Linked DNA regions of Zea mays: region 1 is linked to region 2. Evidence: chromatin contacts called from public Hi-C data. All regions are on one chromosome and are shown on one strand. Each heading gives the region's core, a stretch centred on a gene start, on an enhancer-like site or on the middle of the called end of the contact. The rest is flanking DNA. Distances are from core to core; before and after follow the strand shown.

Evidence for each region. A called contact is a pair of places that touch in the nucleus more often than the background predicts.
Region 1: a contact with region 2 is called in a Hi-C map of tassel, with 2.3 times the contacts expected there. The contact joins the enhancer-like site here to the promoter of LOC103650724 in region 2. A contact is called at or near these places in 2 of 25 Hi-C or Micro-C datasets (ear and tassel).

The regions. Positions count from the first base shown.
Region 1 is chr3:150,910,952-150,918,871 of Zm-B73-REFERENCE-NAM-5.0, forward strand. It overlaps LOC100273789 (Villin-2), which reads right to left. Exons shown (of 24, transcript NM_001360444.1): 20 at 7,697-7,753; 21 at 7,102-7,200; 22 at 6,741-6,978; 23 at 6,134-6,390; 24 at 5,440-5,822. The coding sequence ends at 5,709. Among protein-coding and RNA genes, the nearest start is that of LOC100273789, 13 kb to the right of the region's middle. Within about 2 kb of position 5,045, at least 11 of the 20 cell types and tissues checked have an H3K27ac peak or open chromatin away from gene starts, as enhancers often do. A contact at or near this core is called in ear and tassel, where this site is marked.
Region 2 is chr3:150,287,790-150,295,166 of Zm-B73-REFERENCE-NAM-5.0, forward strand. LOC103650724 (kinesin-like protein KIN-4C) reads right to left here and starts at 4,572. Exons shown (of 13, transcript XR_564338.3): 1 at 3,749-4,572; 2 at 3,423-3,503; 3 at 3,267-3,347; 4 at 3,110-3,181; 5 at 2,943-3,033; 6 at 2,809-2,834; 7 at 2,631-2,716; 8 at 1,951-2,010; 9 at 1,635-1,859; 10 at 1,174-1,535; 11 at 975-1,043; 12 at 524-864; 13 at 1-433. LOC100217216 reads right to left here. Exons shown (of 18, transcript NM_001359705.1): 14 at 7,221-7,276; 15 at 6,837-7,136; 16 at 6,539-6,661; 17 at 5,555-6,244; 18 at 4,977-5,445. The coding sequence ends at 5,275.

The DNA.
Region 1 (7,920 bases), core at 3,795-6,294, 620 kb after region 2:
GTTGTGGCTCCTCCCCTTTGTGAAGCCGGAACCGACCGAGCTCCCCCTCGATCGTTTCCCGCTTGGTGATCTTGGTGAGCTCGTCTCCCTCGTGCGCGGTTTTGAGTACATCCCAAACCTCCTTGGCGTTCTTCAACCCTTGTACTTTGTTATATTCCTCTCTACTTAGTGAGGCGAGGAGTATTGTTGTGGCTTGTGAGTTGAAGTGCTCGATTTGGGCCACCTCATCCTCATCATAGTCTTGATCCCCTACTGACGGTACCTGCGCACCAAACTCAACAACATCCCATATACCTTTGTGGAGCGAGGTTAGATGAAATCGCATTAAATCGCTCCACCTAGCATAATCTTCACCATCAAAAGTTGGTGGTTTGCCTAATGGGACGGAAAGTAGAGGTGTATGCTTTGAAATGCGAGGGTAGCGTAGGGGAATCTTACTATACTTCTTGCGCTCTTGGCGCTTAGAAGTGACGGATGCCGCGTCGGAGCCGGAGGTGGAAGGTGATGAAGTGTCGGTCTCGTAGTAGACCACCTTCCTCATCCTCTTGTGCTTGTCACCGCTCCGATGCGGCTTGTGGGAAGAAGATTTTTCCTTCTCTTTGTGATGAGAAGAAGATTTCTTCTCCTTCCCTTTGTTGGAGGAGATCTTCTTCTTCTCCTTCCTCTTGGTGCGGGACTCTTCCGATGAAGTGCTCCCTTGGCTTGTAGTGGGCTTTTCGCCGGTCTCCATCTCCTTCTTGGCGTGATCTCCCGACATCACTTCGAGCGGTTAGGCTCTAATGAAGCACCGGGCTCTGATACCAATTGATAGTCGCCTAGAGGGGGGGGGTGAATAGGGCGAAACTGAAATTTATAAATATGAACACAACTTCAAGCCGGGTTAGCGTTAGAAATATAAACGAGTCCGCTAAAGAGGGCGCAAAACAAATCACAAGCGAATAATGAAGTGAGACACACGGATTTGTTTTACCGAGGTTCGGTTCTCGCAAACCAACTCCCCATTGAGGAGGCCACAAAGGCCGGGTCTCTTTCAACCCTTCCCTCTCTCAAACGGTCCCTCGGACCGAGTGAGCTTCTTTTCTCAAATCAAAGTTGGGAACAATAACTTCCCCGCAAGGGCCACCACACAATTGGTGCCTCTTGCCTTGATTACAATGGAGTTGTGATCTCAAGAACAAGTGAGAAAGAAAAGAAGCAATCCAAGCGCAAGAGCTCAAATGAACACGGCAAATCACTCTCACTAGTCACTAGGGCTTTGTGTGGAATTGGAGAGGATTTGATCTCTTTAGTGTGTCTAGAATTGAATGCTAGAGCTCTTGTAGTAGTTGAGAAGTGGAAAACTTGGATGCAATGAATGGTGGGGTGGTTGGGGTATTTATAGCCCCAACCACCAAATGTGGCCGTTGGGAATCCTGTCTGTTCGATGGCGCACCGGACAGTCCGGTGCACACCGGACAGTCCGGTGCCCCCTGCCACGTCATCACTGCCGTTGGATTCTGACCGTTGGAGCTTCTGACTTGTGGGCCCGCCTGGGTGTCCGGTGCACACCGGACAGGTACTGTTTGATGTCCGGTGTGCCAGCATGGGCGATTCTGACTTCTGCGCGCGCAGACGGCGCATTAAATGCGAGGCAGAGAGCCGTTGGCGCGGAGATGACCGTTGCTTCGGAGGCGCACCGGACAGTCCGGTGCACACCGGACAGTCCGGTGAATTTTAGCGGACTAGCCGTTGGCGTTTCCCGAAGCTGGCGAGTTCCTGAGGCCGACCTCCCTTGGCGCACCGGACACTGTCCGGTGTACACCGGACAGTCCGGTGAATTATAGCCGAGTCGCCTCAGGGAATTCCCGAAGGTGGCGAGTTTGAGTCTGAGTCCCCCTGGTGCACCGGACATGTCCGGTGGCACACCGGACAGTCCGGTGCGCCAGACCAGGGGTGCCTTCGGTTGCCCCTTTGCTCCTTTGTTGAATCCAAAACTTGGTCTTTTTATTGGCTGAGTGTGAACCTTTTACACCTGTATAATCTATACACTTGGGCAAACTAGTTAGTCCAAGGGTTTGTGTTGGGCAATTCAACCACCAAAATTATTTAGGAACTAGGTGTAAGCCTAATTCCCTTTCAGCGCTTCCTGTTGACGTGGTGGTCTGTGCCCTAGGCAGGGCGACGTGGGGGTTCCTCCGAAGCCGAGGTTGAGTCTGTCTTCCGTTGTCGTGGCCGAGCCCGAGCCATGGGGTCGGGCGAGGCGGAAGTCGTTCGGCCGAGGCTAGGGCGGAGTCCGAGCCCTGGGGTCGGGCGAAGCGGAGTTTCGTCGTCTTCCGGGTGTTAGCCCGAGTCCGAGCCCTGGGGTCGGGCGGAGCGGAGTTCGCCGTCTTCCGGGTCTTAGCCCGAGTCCGAGCCCTGGGGTCGGGCGGAGCGGAGTTCGCCGTCTTCCGGGTCTTAGCCCGAGTCCGAGCCCTGGGGTCGGGCGGAGCGGAGTTCGCCGTCTTCCGGGTCTTAGCCCGAGTCCGAGCCCTGGGGTCGGGCGGAGCGGAGTTCGCCGTCTTCCGGGTCTTAGCCCGAGTCCGAGCCCTGGGGTCGGGCGGAGCGGAGTTCGCCGTGGCGCCTTTGGCAAGGCCTGACTGCCTGTCAGACTCACTCTGTCGAGTGGCACTGCAGTCGGAGTGGCGCAGGCGGCGCTGTCCTTCTGTCAGACTGGCTAGTGGAGCGGTGGAGTGACGGCGATCACTTCGGCTCTGCCGGGGGCGCGTGTCAGGATAAAGGTGTCAGGCCACCTTTGCGTTAAATGCCCCTGCAATTTGGTCAGTCGGTGTGGCGATTTAGTCAAGGTTGCTTCTGAGCGAAGCCAAGGCCTCGGGCGAGCCGGTGATGTGTCCGCCATAAAAAGGGGGCCTCGGGCGAGACGGAAGTCTCTCGAGGTCGGCTGCCCTTGGCCGAGGCTAGGCTCGGGTGAAGCGTGATCGAGTCACTCGTGTGGACTGATCCCTGACTTAATCGTACTCATCAGGCCTTTGCAGCTTTATGCTGATGGGGGTTACCAGCTGAGAATTAGGCGTCTTGAGGGTACCCCTAATTATGATCCCCGACAAGTCCTAAATAACTAAATATCTTATTCAAATGATATTTCTTGAGATTATTATCCTGAGAAATGACAGGACTTGGGTTCTCAACTACGTGGAGGGAAATCTTCCCTGGGCTAATTTGCGGCCAAACTAAAGCCTAGATGTATAATTGCGTGCACGGGACGATGCATGCATGATATGACAGCGTTTGACATTTTTGCACCGACAAAAAAAAGAACACAATTAGCCATGCACCTAATTTCCCGGACGTGCATGTCTTCCGCCTAACGCGGCCGTACGACGGCAAGCTAATTGCCAGGATCGCACGCATGCTAATTGCTGAGATCGGACACTTACCTGTTAGTGAGGACGCGGTATCAACAACCATACTGTCACGTTACACTTTTGCCAAAAAAAAGTTAATTAATTAAATTTGGTACCAAAGTGTCACGTTCATTGTTATGTAGACCGCATTAGACTATTTATTGGGAGCAACTCCAACTGCTTCTAATTACTATTCCCAAAACAATAGTTTAAGAGTATAAAAGTATAAAAACTCAGTATCCGTGCTCTAAATTATTGGACGCTCTTAAACCAAAGCCTCCACGTACAGATTTGAGGCCAACCATGGTCGCCCCTATCTATTTTTTTTTTCCATTTCCCATGCATGTTAGGAAAGAGATGTGCGCCGTTTTAGTTGCTGCATGCGCCCGATGCGAGGTGGACGGCGTTGGTGTGGTGCATGCGCGGGTGCAGTTCAAGGATTAGGGTCAGACTTTATTTCTATTCGTTTTTTAATTAAAATTGAGCCCAAAGAAACATTTGGATTGTCATCCATAGGTGCAGCTGAGCATGCGCCATTTCAATTGCGTGCACCATGCAAGACGGGAGTTAACTTCTTATTCAGGGGATCTTTAAAAGGCTGTTGGAGAATAGTCTTTGTTTACATCTCAAATATTGTCAGAGAGGTACTAATCTAAGATATTGATAGCTAAATCAATTAAGAGCTGTTGGATATGCTCTTAACTCAGGGTAAGATCCAACTTATTTAGAGACTGTTTGGAACAAACTCAACTCAAAAGAATTAGATTTGGAGCAGCATATTCATCTTGGATTTCAGATATGAAACTACAACTCAGGAGATCTCGGACGTTACCGTTGGCCTTCTCTGCCGCCAGCCATTTTCCACCTGCGTCACCAGCAATGCAGTGCCTCGGCCTCTAGGTCACCTCACCTGATGATCAGTTGCTGGTAGAGAGTAGATGTGCCTTCATCATATTCTGCACCAGCAGCTGCTGATCACGCACGCTTATCGGGTTGTTGTGATCCTCTGGAGATTTCTACGTTGGTAAATCTTTGAGCCAATTTGCTTGCTTAGTTTGGTTTTTATCTTTTATGTTAATCGATTGGCTGGGCGCGGAGGGCTTGCAGCCTTGCACTGGCATTGAAGAAGACAGTGGACTTGATCTGATGCCAGTTGGGGATTGCAGCTGCTGTTTGCCTGTTCGTCGGAGAACTGATACAGCTATGTTTATCTCACTCCACCTCGTTTTTGGATACAATGTTCTTATATCTGTCTACTATAAATACTACCCCCTCAGTTTTAAAATATACTTCGTTGACTTTTTTAACCTTAAGTTTAACCACTCATCTTATTTAAAAAAATTCATAAAAAAATGAAAAAAAAAAGTTAATCTATGTTGTAAAGTATATTTGATAATAAATAAAACCACAATGAAATCTTTCTCACAACTTTTTGAATAAGACGAGTGATTAAACTTAAGATTAAAAAGTGAAACGAATTATAAATTGGGACAGAGGAAACTAAACTATAGTGTATTATAGACCCGACTTTAAACCCCAATCCAAAATTCTATTACAATCCGAAGGATTTTTCTTCTTTTTCGTATGGTTCTGCTATGAGTACTGCCGCCTCCGCCTGGTTCCCGCGCCGCCGCCCCGGCCTTTGGCCCGGCCGTCTCCTCGCACTTGCACGTGCTCGAGCTGATGCCGGACTGCCGGTGGGCAGGAATGCCGTGTCCAGGGCTCCAGGCGGTACATGAAATAACCGCTTACCAGTAGAATGATCGTGTTTGTTTGTGATAAAAAACATGAGATAACAATGAGCATAATCTGGTCTAATTCCACTTTCTACAACTGCTGATCCAGACACTAGACAAATCTAATTTTCTATTTAGAAATGACAAGCATGCGCCAACAGCCACACGAAAATGATGGAATTCAGCCAAGTGTTCAAATCCCAAACAACTGCCAACCATTAACAGCAAAACGGACAGCACAAATATTTCGTGTGCAAGACATATAGATGACAATGCAATGACGAACCTGCCAGGAAATGCCCGTACGTAACAAACTGGCGAGTAGAAAATGATATACACATATGGACATTCACAAAGAAGAACAAAGAAGCATCTTAGGACCTCGCAAGCAGCACAACCCAGGCCATATACAAATAAAAGAATTGACCTATAAAATTGGTTGCCAAAAAAGAAACAACCGTGCAAAGCCACCAGTAGACCGTCCTCAGAAACGACCAACAATATATTAATACACCAACTCTCATGGGACCGACCATTCACGACAAGAGGATTGCATACTGTAGCAGACCACTGGTAACAAGGCTTGTTCTCTTTAGAAAAGATCTGCTTTTCGCTTCTGTAGTTCTTGCTTCCAATTTGGCTGTCGGTAGAATGCATCCTTGGTCATGCCAAAAACAGTTTGGAATTCACTATCTGATAAGTATGCCTGCAGAATCAATAGAGTGCTTCAGCAAGATTGGCCCAGCAAGGTTCAATGTAAGCCTAACTCCCAACATGAATATACTTGGCCAAACGAGCAACAAAAGAATATATGTGTGGACAAATGTGATAAGGAGTCGTCTAAAGAGAACCAATGGAACCAAATGCATCAATACAAGAGAAGCAAGTGATTTAGCTGCAGGCGAAAGGCTGTGGTTACTTACTGGTACAAGGAACCAAGAAAAAAAACTCCATAACTACTCACTAGAGAAAATTCACCACTTCAAGGATGCTGGGGGGACGGGTGCAGGCACAAACCTCTCTGCGTTTGTAATCTATCCCACGAACTGGATCGGTGGATTTGGATATCAAGCGGTCATAGCTAAATGTCGCTTCACCAACATTTTCCGTTGTTTCTTCCTCTCCGGCCTCAGCCACTGCTCCATCAGTGTCAGGCGGTGCCCCATCTGCTGCAGCATCTTTTTCCTGGTGAAACACATTGGACTCCCCAGCTTCAGACTGAGGAGAAGATGGGCCTGATGGGCCAGCTGGAGTTATGACAATCCGGTCGACATCTGCATTGATCCAAGGTGTCAAACTTTGAAGCGATAAATGGGCCAGCAAAGTGGTAGTGGCCTTCATCTATGTGCATCCCATTAGTCATAACTATAAAAAAGGCAAAGGTGTACCAACAAAATCAAATAAACATGACTATAGACTTCTAGGGCTAAAATTTGCAAAGACAATACAAAAACATTTCAGAGAAACGAGGAATACAGATCAGAGAACCCAAAATGCCTAAATAATGATAAACTGGAAAAGAATACATATTTGAGAATCCAAAGAAAGTAAGAACCTTCGCCCCCTACATTTGCCAAGCTATTCTTTAATGAATGATAAATTGAAAAGGAAGGTGCAGCTCTACCAGTCTTATATGCTGTGTTGCTAGCTTTGGATCGTAGAAATTCTGAAGATCCAGATTGCTCAGCAGTCAGCACAGAGGATAGAGCAGCTACAGCAGCTGCTCTTTGAGAACCTCGACCTGAGCGAGATGGAGGTGATGTTTTGGGTTTTAAGGATGGGTTGAATGCATTAGATAAGGCAGCCAGTGCTGAGGCACGTTGCGTGGGTCCATCGCCTGTGCTTTTAGGCCTCTCATTAGACTGAAAAGAAGGATCAAGAAGGTAGTTACATCAATTTTTTCTTAAAGAATGTACCACTCTTTTAGACAAAATGTAGACATTTTTGTGAGAAGTCAAATCAACGGTTTCAACTTTCAAACTTACCAGCCTTTGTTGAGATGATGGATTGAATGCGGATGATAGAGCTGCTAATGCAGATGCCCTCTGAGTTGGCCCACCATTACCAGAGCTCCTAGGTGCACCCTACAAAAGGACTGTTGTAAAGATTGTAGTACCTTAATGTGTACTAGTCTACTAGGAATGTGCTCGTGCGTTGCCACGAGGCGGGGGAGCGGCGCCTAGGCTATAAATATATATTTTGTTTATTTCTAAACACTATGGTACGTGTGGTCTAGTGGTTAGTCTTAAATTTCTGGAATAGACAGGTGGGGTTCGAGTGCTCGTTCTGCACTATTTTTTGCAGGCGCTAGGCGTGGGGAGGGTGAAGCCGTGGTAGCACCAGGTGCCACATTAGGTTCTTAATAGAGTAATATAGATATAGATTTGCATTTCCAAATAATGGTCCATTGTAACCTTTCTACAGTTCAAGAAATAGTTATTCATGCAAATACTACATCCATCTTATAAAAACAACTTAGCAACGGAGTTGATAATATCCAAAAGAAACTCATTAAAAAAAACATGCATATATGCATATGTTTTTTCAATATGTAACTCAAACCTAAAATCTCAGGTTTACCTCAGAACGCAATCCAAAAAGCAGCGAGAGTTTCTTCTGGAAGGAATTTCCATGAACCTGTGCAAAGTATGCAGGATGCAGATTATAACAAGAAAATAACCTTAGAGCAAAATATGGCTAATATTTTTTATGACTAATATCAGACAGTACAGCAAAAGCATAATGCAGGAGAGCTGTGCATTATTAATTCATTATATTAAGGAGGAAAAGGTCCAAAGTGGACT
Region 2 (7,377 bases), core at 3,322-5,821:
GAGCTAAGGCGAGTACAAGGCATTGTCGTTGCAAAAGAACACGCCGAGAGCGAGCCTTCCAGGGTCTACGTCTACCTGCCTCGCTCCAAAGGACGCCAAGGCAGGAGGCAGCCTCCCCCATTGTACAGCAAAAGACTTCCGCGACACGGATACTGAATGTCACAATCAGATTATCGCAACAGACGCAGCTGAGACGGTGGCCTCGTGGCGGCAGCTCCGGTGCTATCCTTGATGCCGGTGCTGACGGATTTGTCGGGCTTGGCAGCATTGCGGTCCGTGAGGGTAGGGTTGCTCTCCGCAGGAGTTGCCATGGCCCTCGGTAGCTTTAGGGGAATGTCGGCGCTGTTCCGAGGGGCAGCTTCGGTGTCTCTGGCTCGGAGGGAAGTAAAGATCCAAGGACGGGTTGAACTGCTGAATTGCGCCACTTTTTAACCTGAGAACACAACAGTTGCACACAGAATGAGGTGATGCCACAATGTACATTTGGAATCCTTACAACCACAGCCTGCACCGCATTGTGCACCTGAGCCTCTGCACTGGCACTTCTTGGTCTTGCATGATGAGGCTTTTGAGCAGGAACAGCCGTCCGATGGAATAGTTTCGGGCAAACTGCACTTTTTCGTCTGAGGGCTTCTCTGGCTTTGCATCGTCTGTGTGTATTTTGACGATCCAGGTTAGGATTTGAATGGCTACACGCTCTTGACTGGTGTGTTTCTGCCTTTCCTGGTCGACTGTACCGAGTCTGAATCAGATCCATCACGCATACCCTCTAACTCATCCAACTGCTCACTGTCTGAAATGTCCATATCGTCCACCCAATTGAAGTTGTCCTTGCTATAACCAAAACGCTGGGAAGGTCGAACACTATGCATGTACGAGGAATGGTCAGACATATCTAACAAGAAAAACCGCAAAGATTGCATACTTACCACGAATATCACTAGATAAACTTGAAAACACTCAAAGAAAAATACCTGACGTGGAGCAAATCCAGTGCCATTCGACCTAGCAGATTTCTTTGAATTGTTCAATCCATTGAAAAGCTACCGATTAGTAGAAACTAGAAAGTGTTAGCATGTGCATGATCACGAAGTTATATCTAAATATTGTACACAATAATTTTATACTTTTGCGTCATCGAATTTGCACAGTACAAACTGGGAGAATCTTTACCTGCTTATTTGTGGGGAAAATATCCTATGCAATCACTTATCCTGGTGCAAGCATGCAATCAAGCGATCTGGTGCATCCGATATAGATCTAATGATGACTGTTATTTTATATTTAACCCCTTCCATCTAAAACATAGTACCTATTTTACTTTTAACCCCTTCCATATGAAACCGTTGGATCTAGATTGGATGCTCTGGATAGTTTGATTGCACGCTTGCACCAAAATGAGTGATTGCACAGGATATGTCCTCTTATTTGTGCTCCTTAGATCCGTCGCTTGTGTTTCTAACTGCCTGATTTCACTATTAAGCACAACCACCTTTTCCTTCAATTCCATAATGGTGTGTTCTTTTTCTTTACACCTAAAAGCAAAATACAGAAAATAAGAATCTGCAAACCAAGAATGCACATACATAGCATCCATCATAAAATCCTTTGAAGGGATGCAAATTATAGCATACCTTGAAGATGATGCTAACTGGAAAAGGTGGTTCATTATGTTCTCTGCCTCTGGGAGGGACCTGACATGATACCATCTACCTTTACCATTGAATACCCGCTCCCGCTCCTCTGCTTCTGATAGTTGAGAAGCCATAGACACCATAGCGCTTGATGATGAGGACATGTTCTCTAATGCTGATATCCTAAAACTTCTAGCACTAGGAGACATAGCTTGAGGACAATCACTACAGAAATAACAGCTAATAAGCGACAATTCAGAGACACTGAAACAGATCACTTAACCCCTAAAAGCAAAAGAGATGTAAATCACCAAACCTCATCTTGTGCTTTGGTTCCTCCTCCAGCTTTGCTATTTCCTTGGATATTGCTGCTCTCCTGTTTTAAGGAGGAAAAAAGAAATTTCAAACAGGGGCAGTTGTCCAAAGCTAATGTTGTACAAAATGTATAAAGAATCCACCATATTTAAATTACAGTACATATATTAATATATAAATATTATGCTGCTCAGGTTAATCATATTTCAACTACAGTTCACATATTATGTCGCTAAGGTTAGAAAGAAAAGGGGTGAATGATTGATATAGGTATATCAAGTCAGTATTTTTGGAGACAGTTAATGATGCCACGGTTTCGCCAGGAATTTGAATTTATATTATGGTTAGTGCAAAATCTTACTACTAGCCCATTATTTCTCTTCACAGAATTATGTGTTGGGAAATCAAACAGCATGGCAGAAGGAAGCAAACCTATTCAATATTTATAGTCACTGCCCTATGGATTGGCCCAAATCTAATTCTCAAGTGGTCTAACAACAAGGGAGCACAATAGCAAATTATCTTGAGTTCATATTTAATTGAATAACTACAAATCTATCTATCTCATCATAAAAAAATTGCCCAAAAATAATGCTCATACATGCATATAGCGCACCACAAAATAACGAAAACTCTAGAAGGTCAGGATCTACAAATTATCAATGCAAAACAAAGACTTACTCTTGCATTTGTCGCTGGTAATACGAGCGTAATTCATGTGCTCTTATAGTGACTTCCAGTTCATCATCAACAGCTCGCATTAAGGCCTAGTGACATAAAAATAATGTTTCAGACACGTTACAGAACACAGATGGGAAATAGTTTATTCATTCCCTAACAAAGATTTCTCGAAGGATACCTGCATCCCCGAAGCATTTCCACTGCCTGTAAAAACAAGAAACCAAAACTAGTAAAAGTATAACCAGCTAGGAATAATGAGCACACATGAAACCTAATGGTAAAAATATGAAGCCATTGGACATCACTTCCTACCATATGTCTCAAGTGATGAGTTCTTTGCTTCCAGCAACTCCATGAATCTTTTTGTAGCAGCTGCTGCTTCTTCAGTTTTCCTCTGTAAGACCTACAATTTCAAGCAGAATGGTGTAGGCGACAATCATGCTATCTTAAAGCTGAAAGAGGAAAAATGAAGAATTTACCATTTTTTGCCTCTGATTTAAAGCCAAGAGCTTGTGCATGTCATATTCATTTCGTCTCCCTTCCTTCTTGAGCTAATTAATGGATATACAGCACTATCACAACGAGATCTTTGAGAAAGAAGTTCATAAACATGATCAACATGTTAAGAACAAGTACCTGTATTACTTCCTTTTCAGGGGCAGCCTTCCAAGACATAAATTTTTCAGACTCTTGCTTGGCCTTTTGTTGAAGCTGATCCTACATGGAATGAAAGGAATATATGTCAGGAAAAAAACTTAAATCGCATTAAGAAACATTTTGAGGAAAAAACACCTTCTGAGATTTTATATGCTGAATATCTTCTTGTAAACGCTTTGCTGCCTCATCACTTTTTTGTTTCTTGAGCTCATGGACCTGCAAATGGTGTGTTCTTAGCATATGATGAGAAATGCAATGCAACAAGCATTTAGCTGAATGTACAAACCTGGGATTCAAGTGCATTCAGCTTCTGAAGATAGTTTTCTTTCAGTTTTTGAGCATTCTCATCCATAGAAGAACATACATTGGTTAATGCATGGTGAAGATTCTCTATTTCTTTCTACAAACAAGAATTCAGGGGAAAAAAGAGCATAGTGTCCGCAAGGTAAGCTAGTAAAAACCTGAAGAGCTTTATTTTCTTGTTCCAAGTCATCTAATTTCTTTTCATAATGTTGCTTGAGAACAAAAATATCACTCTTGGCAAATTGTTTCATCTCTGCCTTTTGAAACATGAAAAGGAGGTATAATTATACTCTACAAGGTGAATCAAGACAAAAAATAATGGGCTAGCAGATTGAGGATACATAACTACGTCAGTACATGTAAATTAGAAATAAAAGGCTAGTGTTAAGAAACAAAGTGGTCAAAATAGTAGAGACAGGGGACTAGTACCTCCTTTTGCTGAAGTAGCTGATCTAGTTCCCATCACCGCTTCCCTCACCCAAATTCTTCTGCAAAGCCATAGGCAACATCAAGGCTATATTGCTGGCCTCCGACTCGCCAAACGCCGCCGCCGCACCCCAGCATTACCTTTCCCATCGGTGGTTGCTAGTAAAGAATATGTGATATACTGAAGTCGATGATTGTTATGAGTTAACATTTTATCGAATATTTATATGTCGTCCGCCACAATACGCCCGGACAATTAGAATTAAGAAAATTTTGTCGAACACATGAATATTATACTAGTGTAGTTATTAACTAGTAGAGTAGCAGTAGTTGTTTATTTATAACGCTATATAATCCATCAGTTTAGACTTTGCAAGGCACATCAACCAAATCACCCCTACACCCATAAACTTCACTAAATCCACCAAACAAATTACACGCAAACTTAGCAAACCATCAAAATCAACGGTTCAGATCGTTGGATACTCCCTCTCTTATTCAAATCTAATGGACAATATTATTTGGATCATCCCTCCTCTCCCTCACCGAGACCCTATCCCATAACCTCCTCCCCACCCCCTTCACTCGTGCGGCCACCACCAACCCCTCCCCTCGTGTCGCTGATGCCGCCGTCAATCCCTCCCCTCATGTCGCTGATCGTAGTGTTAACACGAGCTATATACTAGTTTATATAGCTATTAATTTTGTTGGTAGCTAGTTAGTAGTAGGTTAGCTACTTAGGTACTTACTACTACCTCCGTTCACAAATATATGACACTGTTAACTTTTTTTCGAAAATTTTGACCACTCATCTTATTTAAAATATTTTTTTAAAAAAAGTAAAATTTTAAATCAAGCACAAACTATCTTAAGTGATCAAATAAACCATAAAAAATAAATGGTAACTCATTATTTTTTTTAATAAGACGAGTGATCTAAGTTGTTTTTAAAAAATCAACGGTGTCATATATTTATAAACGGAGGAAGTATTTATTAAGTTAGGAATTCAGTTACTATTTATTAGTTAGTAATAGTTATTTATTAAGTTTTAGTAACTTGGCGCCATATGTAGTTAGGTTATTAGTTAACTAAACACCCCCTCAGCATAGACATATCCAGGCGATCGCGAGGCCGTTGCAGGAGCTAATACGTCTCTGCTTTATTACAATATTATATACTTTCATTCACTGGCCAGGCCATTGCGTTCATTGTTGTTTCCCAAGGCTCGACGTCGACGGGTCTCCGGCACACGGCACCATCAGCTGGGGAGCTGAGACCTGTAGATGTCATGGCACGACGACGACGGCAGCAGGGGGCAGAGCCGCAGGGAGAAGGCGTACCGCGTCGGCGGCAGCAGGTACTGCTCGTGCACGCACGGCGACCAGCTGTCGTCGCCGCCCAGCCCCATGTGCCTGTGGTCAAGATGCACCTGCGAAACAAACACGAAGCCGAGAGCCATCACTCCTCCCCGACCACTTCGCAGCAGCTCGGCCGATGCCAGCCAGGAGCTCAAAAGCAAAAACAAAAAGCTTCCCCACCTCGATGTCGTCCCCCTTCACCAGCCTGTGGACGTGCGTTGCCCTGTCCAGCTCCGCGGCGCCGTAGTAGCTCGCGCTCATCTGCATCGGCGGGGAGCCGCCGTGCGCCGACGCGTACAGGCCGAGCCCGCCGGCGTCGCGGAGTGCCACCCACCTGACGTCCGCCCGCCCGCCGCACTCCACGGGGGCAATGTACGGCACGTGCAGCTCCTCCACGCTGCTCTCGTACACGCCGACGTGCGCCGCCGCCTTGCGGTCCGGGTAGCACTCGAAGGGCCCGCGCCCGTACCACGTGACGTGGCTCAGGGACCTCCCGGCGCTGAACACGACGCCCACCCGGGGAAGGGGAGGGAGGTCGCTCCTGGGGTTTACCTCGTAGTCGAGAACCACGTCGCCTGACCCGTGGATCCGGCATACCATCTTCACCCGGAAGAGAATGGACTCGGAGGCTTCGTCGTCAGGCTTGGGTAGGTGCCCGGGAACACCGTAGTAGAGGGTGGAGAACTCCACGGTGTTGTCCGGCAACTCCTTGACAGAGAACTGGCTGCTGTGGAACGAGACATTGTCGAGGAAGGCTTCTCTCCATCGCGAGTCATATGGCTTGGTGAAGAAACCTCCTTTGTCGTTGTCAGTTGGTGCGCGCCAAAAGCATGGGAGTATCCCCTTGCTCATAAGCTCAACGTCGTTGACCTGTTGTTTGCAAAAGAACCATGAGTTTTAACTTTTAAGGCTTTGGTTCCTTTCTCTATGTAAAGCCAATTACTATTGGGACCTTTAAACCAACATAATGCTGATCGCGCTTGCACCCAAGACGCGATGGAGATATACCTATGAGTACAGGGCATTCTATGACAGATTTATCAGTCCACTTGATTTACACTTTTCCTAGGTTAGTGCTGTTGGCATGTATTAATAATTTTATTAATTGACTACATACAAGTATGGACACCATGTTTCTTAACTCCCCATGAACATTCTACATACCTTCCAGCTGTCGATTGTTCCCAACTGACTGTTTACTTTAATTTTCCAGGCATTATTCTTGCAGATGGTTACATTATCACCAATGCGTTCACAGACCAAAGGGCTACTGGACAATGCTATCACCTGAAGATGATATTAAGCTGTAAGACAACGAGGAAGAAACAGGAGTAAAGTAACACTAAGCTGTGAGACAATGAGGACGAAACAGGAGTAAAATAGTATTAAGCTGTTAGACGATGAGGACGAAACAGCCAAACAGGAGTATAGTAGTAAACAAGATCAGGCTGAGAAAACATACGCTGGGGACAAAGCCATTTTTCTGAGGCAAACACAGTTGTGCTGAAGCCAAGAGATGACCAGCTTTAGCCCATCGTGTTTCATGCCTTTGTTTCACATTCACAGACAAAAATACTTCTTTTGCTGCACAGGCACTCCAAAGGGCAAACCAAGGTGATGATTCCATGTTGATGAGCTGACTAGTTTGTGGTGCCAAAGTTGGAATATTCAATGGACCAGAGCCCAAGACACAACCATCTCCATGAAGAACCCAACTGAAGTCCAAAGCTTCTGTTGTCTCAAAAAAGTGTCCATTTTCAATCTGAGTGATCATAATGGAGCTATTAGAAGCACAAAGCACATAAGAAAATAACTCGATGACTAGCAAACATCAACCAGAGGTTACCTTAAGCATATTATCTGCTGATGATATTTTGATAGGCTGGTGAAGGTATTTTACTTCTGCAACCAGAATCAATTTGGTCAACCAAGTTGGCATCCAATGACTTTAGAGACAAAGATATTAGTTTAACACATTGATAACCAAGACAAACATTTCCCCC